Regions from separate parts of the Bos taurus genome. Here region 1 is linked to region 2. The links are chromatin contacts, called in public Hi-C maps. All regions are on one chromosome and are shown on one strand. The core of a region is the stretch at or near the end of the contact, and the rest is flanking DNA. Distances in the headings are between cores, read along the strand shown. Region 1 holds the start of CD63 (CD63 molecule). Region 2 holds the start of PYM1 (PYM homolog 1, exon junction complex associated factor).

The links. Hi-C and Micro-C count contacts between places; a contact is called where the count stands out from the background.
Region 1: a Hi-C map of skeletal muscle shows a contact between it and region 2, with 4 times the contacts expected there. The contact joins the promoter of CD63 here to the promoter of PYM1 in region 2. A contact is called at or near these places in 2 of 11 Hi-C or Micro-C datasets (liver and skeletal muscle).

What each region holds. Positions count from the first base shown.
Region 1 is chr5:57,527,225-57,530,322 of ARS-UCD2.0, reverse strand. It overlaps CD63 (CD63 molecule), which reads right to left and starts at 1,364. Exons shown (of 8, transcript NM_205803.1): 1 at 1,328-1,364; 2 at 656-732. The coding sequence starts at 721. LOC101903534 (a long non-coding RNA gene) reads right to left here. Exons shown (of 3, transcript XR_234608.5): 3 at 2,415-3,098.
Region 2 is chr5:57,377,166-57,380,292 of ARS-UCD2.0, reverse strand. PYM1 (PYM homolog 1, exon junction complex associated factor) reads right to left here and starts at 1,357. Exons shown (of 3, transcript NM_001102344.1): 1 at 1,306-1,357. The coding sequence starts at 1,339.

The DNA.
Region 1 (3,098 bases), core at 115-2,614, 150 kb before region 2:
AGCAATGCTTCCTTTGAGCCTCTTCCTATGCGCCTCCAGGGCTCCCAGAATTGCCTTCACTATCCTCATCAGTGACCACATCCTCACCAGCTGTGAGGAGGGCTCCTCAGGCCTCCTGGGCCTGGGAGAAGGGAGGGGTTTTAAAGGGGTCAAAGTGGCCGGTCCCTCCCTGTACAAACAGTAGCCTCTCAAGCCAGGAGCCCAGGACTGGAGCGATAGAGATGGGCAGAGCCCTTACCCACCCCAAGCGGCCGCGAGGGGTGATGAGGGAATGAAGAGGGATGAAGGAGTGGCGGGAGAGAAAGAACAGAGAAGCGGGGAGCAGAGGCGAGGCGCAGAGCTGCGATAGTATCAGAACAGGCAGTTGGCTGGTTGCCCCACTGCCCCATATCACAGGAGGCTGGGTCACCAGACAGGAAGGGCCCGGAGGGCTTACGGAGAAGGAGACCGGCCTTTGTCGGCCCAAACCAGCCTCAAAGTTTCCCGAAAGCTGGAGGAAGGGACGGCCGCGCTGGCTTCGGCTGTAGCCCGGGCTTTTTCCTCCCACATCTGGTCTCCAGCTGCCTTCATTGTTGGCCGCTCACCCCTCATCCCTCCGGAGCCAGGTCGCCCCGCACCCTGCCAGCGCGCCGCGCCGGCCCCGCTCCCCACTCACGCAGAAGACCAGCAGGAGAACGTAGAGCAGAAACTTGACACATTTCATTCCTCCTTCCACCGCCATGGCTGCCTGGCCTGGGGCAGAGGGGCGGGCGGGGGGATCAGAACCGGTCGAGGCGGGATCTCGCTTTCCGAGCTCCCCGCCGGCCCTCGAGACCTCCCCTGAGCCGCCCCCATTCCCGGCCCCTCCCACCCGGAAACCCGCGGTCAGATCCACGTCTTCCAGCCTCCTCCTCTACCCGCAGAAGAGAGGTGGGGGCGCCCGCAGCCCAGCCCGGACCCCGCCCCGCGGCCTCGCGGGGCCCTGGACCCACCCGAGGGCGCTGGCAGCGGCCAGGACCGAACGCCTACCCTCGGCCCTCCAGCCTCCAGGTGTTAAACACCCCTCTCCATTAAACCAGTCACGGAAAACTCTCCTCAGCCCCAGCCCGACCCCCGAGACCTTTCCCCTGGGTTCTGATCACCGACGAACAGAAGTGCGGCCGGCGTCCCCGCACCCCAGCCCGTCCCGGGCCTCCCGAACTTCACCAAGTTGAAAAGTTGCGGGGGCCTCGGAAGCGGCGGGGAGCGCGGCAGATCTGCGGAGGCCTGGGGCGAGCCCCCGAGCTGGGGGCGACCCGTGACCCCCTCCCCACTCCCCGCCGCAGCCTCTAGGGTCCCGCGGCCTCACCTGGGCTCCCGGAGGCTGTGTGCTGCTCTCCCGCCGCTGCTCAGGGGCTCTCTAGCTGCACCCCCTGGCTCCGGCCCCGCCCGGCGCGCGGCTCCGCCCCGGCTCCAGCCACAGCCCCCTCCCCCGACGAGTGGCCTCCAGCCTGCCTCATGTGACGGGGGAACAGCTGCGGCCTGAGTCACTGGGCTCATATGGGGAAGGCCAAGCCCCCCGCCCGGTCGAGGTCACGTGGCCCCCGCCCGGAGACAGCGCCCACCCCCACCAAGCGAGGGCACCAAGGGCAGGACCTCGGGGTGCCTGAGGCCCTTTTGGCGCCCCCAGAAAGGGGCCACCTCGGGGTAGGAGAGCGGGACCCGGCGCCGCCTAGATCTTTCTGGCTCAGGGAAAGGGAGGAGACATGTGAAAGCTAAAGGAGGGAGAAGCCGCCCGGAGTTACTCTCTGAGCGCCGGGTCGGGCTGCAGAGCTGAGGCGAGATGACCAGATGGTCTTCAGAAGGCCTCCTCATCCTCCACCCAGAGCCCACCCTCTTCCTCTCGCTCCAACTCCTTTCCAGCCCCCGACCCCTGCCCCAGAGTCAACAGGGAACTGCTGGCTCTCTGGGATCTGGTGGGCCCAGAATAAACTTTAAGAAAGGCCCCAGCCTCAGAGCCTCCAGCGTTCTAGAGTGGGTGTTCCTGTACCCGTCTCTTAACCCCTCCTCCGTTTTCTGGAGCTCCAAAGTAATGAGCCGAGAAGTGGAGGAAGCCCTTCCCAGCACCATGTCACCCAGCCAATCAAAACACGTCAGAGTCAGGCTCCTCCTTCTGCGGGAGGGTGGCCGAGGTGGCCTCCCACCCCTCTGGGATCTCCCTGTTGCGATGGAGGTTTGGGGGCGACCCTCACGCGGGCATGGCATATATACCCTGGATTGCCCCATCGCATCCTGGTGGACAGCCCAGAGGGCAAGGCCAAGAGAGGACTGGAAGGTGAGGGGGTGGTCTCAAGCTGCCTCCCTCCCTGTGAGCCATGGTGGTCCCCAGGAGCTATGTAAACAGTTCAAGAGCATAACCAGCCACTACAACCTGCCCCCACCCGCCCGCCCCCGCAACCCCGCCTGGGCCCCGCCCCTCAGATTCTTCTCAGCCAGCCTGAAGAACCATTTCCTGAGCCTCAGTACATGTCAAGGAAGGAAAGAAACTAAGAGCAAAAGGAAGGCCATCTGGGCTGGGCTGAGAACCAGCTTCCAGGATCACAATCTTCCAGTAAGACACACCGAGGCCCTTGTGGACCTGGCGTGCCTGCATGCCTGCTAAGTCGCTTCAGTCCTGTCCAACCCTGTGCAACCCCATGGACTGGAGCCCACTAGGCTCTTCTGTCCATGGCACTCTCCAAGCAAGAACACTGGAGTGGATCGCCATGTCCTTCTCCACTTCTGGACTTTGTTTCCCAGTTATCACTGCAGGTGAGCTGTGAAGGAGGAACCAAGATGCTGAAGTAAGGAGTATTCATCTGTTTCTGCCAGCCATGTGCTGGGCACAGGGCCAGTGTGGCAAGAGAATTGGTGGCCCCGTGCTGTGCCAGCAGGCAGAAGCAAGCCCACGCTGTGAACAGAGGCAGAAACCCCTGGTGGCAGCTGGATGAGCTCAGAGGGAGGGACGGGTGGTGCCTCTGCCCCAGAGAAAAACAAAAAAGAATGAATTTCACCGAGGTGCTTGGTGCTCTCTGAGGTGTATGTGTTAGTCACTCAGTCGTATCCGACTCTTTGTGACCCCATGGACTGTAGCCCACCAG
Region 2 (3,127 bases), core at 108-2,607:
CTTGGGAGGGTAAGGTGAGATGTCATATCTGAATTTTCATTAAATCAGTTTAAAAAAAACAGTTAATAAATAGAAATGTACTGGACAATGAGTAATATTTTCAAAGCACACATCAAAAGAGGCAAATTGAAGAAGTACCTACTATGTAGAGAGCAAGAGAACTTGTACCACTTTGAAAGGTGATGTTGCAGAGAAGTAGCAGAGACTTGGGTTGTCATTAGATACCATATGAGAGGTGGGTTGAGAAGTAACATGGAAAACAAGAAAAGCAAGAGGCATAAACGTATATTTTAAAACAGACTGCATGTACCAAAGTACACACACACACTCACTGCTATTACAAATACACAATGAGGACTACAAAAAAACAGTAACTCCTTGCCTTGCACAGCATTTTATAAATTGCTTTCACATATACTATCTTATTCGACTGTCACTGAATAGATACGCACATTTTTCCTAAAGATGAGGCAATTAGGATGGGGCATAGCCAAAATGAAAATCTTGATTCCCAATTTTCAACATATCAACCTCACATACACAGCAGACACTTCAGCATCTCAATCAGCCAAGATGGAAAATCTTCTCTGACTAGAAGAAATAGTGGGTTCTATAAACTTGTCAGAGGACTTGAGAGGCCACTAGACACCTTCTCGTTTACCTTCTACCACCTCAGATCCCTCAACTCTTATCACCATCACCAGAGAAGGTACCGAAGGGTGATGGGTGGTGTTATCAAGGAGAGAACTCCAGCTGAAAGTTGTATTAGGTTCCTCTTCTCCTCACACCTCTGGACCTCAGTGAACTAACAATTAAGATGAGGAAGAGTGGAAAAAGAACTATGTAGCAATGAGGAGGTCTCCAACAGATACAGTTTTGATAAATAGTATTTAAAAGGGGCTCCGGTAGGGTAGAAAGCAGGTACACTGAGAGATGGGGGAGGGGAAAAGGGGGGGATCAGGAATTGGAGGGAATTGAGAGTGGAGGCGCCCCCAAGCTGAAGAACCCAAAAGAGATATGGGAGCTCCAAGTGCTGGAGAAAAGCTAAGGGCTCGTGAGGGTCCTGGATCAAGGACCAGCATTGAAGGACCCCAGGGCTTGGGTAACCGGAAGCGGAGACCCCCGAACAAGAGACCAGAAGGGGGCGCAGGTGACACCCCCGTAGGAGAGAATGAATGGGGAAGGCGGTCCGGAGGGCGGGGCAAAGGAGGGGCCCCGGGATGGGCGGGGCACAGACCCCTTTCTAAGTCCGAACCCCTGCCCCGAGAGCCCGGGGAGAAGCGGCTCCGCGACTCCCGCACTCACCGCCGGTCTCGTCAGTTACATAGGGAGTCGCCATCTTGAAAACGCAAACCACTTCCGGCGTGAGCGGGCTGGGGTCCCGCCCCCCTCCCCACCGGAAGTGGAGTCCTGATCGTAACAAGCCACCATTTTAGTCTTAAAGGGAGAGTACACCATTTGGTGGACAGAAGTGAAGGAGGCGGAAAGAAGCTGAAGACTAAAATAAAATAAGAGCTGTAGCCTCTTTTACTGCCATGGATACCAGTATTGGGCGCCTGCTGCGTATTTAGCAGTTGTCTGGGCGCCGAGAGAAGTTCCGAGGCACAGCCCCTATCCCACAGGCACTCTTTCGTCTGTCTAGGACCTGCGGGAGAAAAGGGGGCAAGGCCCACCTGCATCCAGAAGGCGGGGGAGAGGGAAGGCTAGTAAATGAGGAAAAGGATATTCAGGTCCTAGCCTGCGCCCAGGTTCCAGAGCCGCTTGGGGATACGGGGCGGGGCAGGCAAACTCCGGGAACGCACTGGGGCGCACCAGTGTTGGGGGCGAACGCAAGACCCCAACTGACCCTCTCTTAGAAGGTGGGCAGGTAGAAATCGCGCGCCGATTGCCCTTGGCCGCTCAGCTCAACCCTCCCGAGAGAGACGCGCGCGAGAGAGACGTGCAAAGCCGAGGGCGCTGCCTGTCGGTCATTTGTCCCCGCAGCTACAGGGTTGCCGGCGACTTCTACGGCTGAGAAGGCGCGGTGGGCGGGCGGGGCGAATAGCCCCGGCCTGGCCCTGCCCCTGGGGCGGCCCCAGGGACTCGGGCGGCGAAGTGACGACGCCCAAGTTTGCTCTGGCTTTCGACCCGGGAACCTCCTCGGGCTCGCCCCTGGGTCAGAGGGTGAGGTGAAGGCTGCTGGGCGGACCCAATTAGTATTCTAATTAACCTCGGCCAAGTCTCAGCGCTCTGGGGATCCAAATCCGGGCAAAACGCCAATAATCCGAGCCGCACATTCACTCCCTTTGCAGCCCTGCCCGGCCCCGTGTCTCCCTTTTCTTTAGAGGAACCCAAATGTTCTCCCTCCCCCGCTTTTTTCGGCAGCTCTTGTTCCTTCAGGGCTAAGTCCTGCTAAACTCGTTTCCCCCGCAGCTTGGGAGGGGCCGGCTACAGGTTCCTCTCCCCTCCTCAGGTGTCTGCCCGGCCCTCCCTCACCCCCCGTGTTGTTTTTTCCTCATCAACAGTTTTATCTTCCTCCAAATCCCCAGTTTGGCCTAGGTTAATGTCCAACAGAAAAAGTGACCACCTCCAACACTAGGCTGCATGTCCCACTTTAAAAAAAAAACAAAAACCAGCTGAGAGCAATGGCTGACTAGGAATTTACTAAAGCTTTGAAATAAAGCTTCTGAAGTTTTATGGGGTCACAGCTTGCCTTCTCTCCCGTACGCCACCTTCCTGACTTCCACCAGAGGCCCAGCTCAGAAAATCTCAAAAAGACTCGTGTAAAAATACATTCAATACATAATCATTGCAAGTGTTCTAACACTGCCATCCTTAACCCTTGCCCCTTTCACCAATCGTTCTTCAGCCCTGCTGGATCTCCTTTCTATAACCCTGTTACTAATGATTAAAGGTAAGAGTGAGATGAAGTCTCTAAAAACTAGAGGAATGCATTGTTCCTGTCTGTACTATCTGAGGTGTACTTTCTGCAAGAATCAGTCCTAAAGTGGCTCCAGTTGACCACCCAACCCTAGGCCCCCCACTGTGCCCTCAGACATCCTGTCTCAGCTCTGGGGCTGACAGGAAGTGAAACTCAATTGTCTGCATAGCAGACCTGCCTGGGACCCAGCCCTGAGCCCCGGATGTG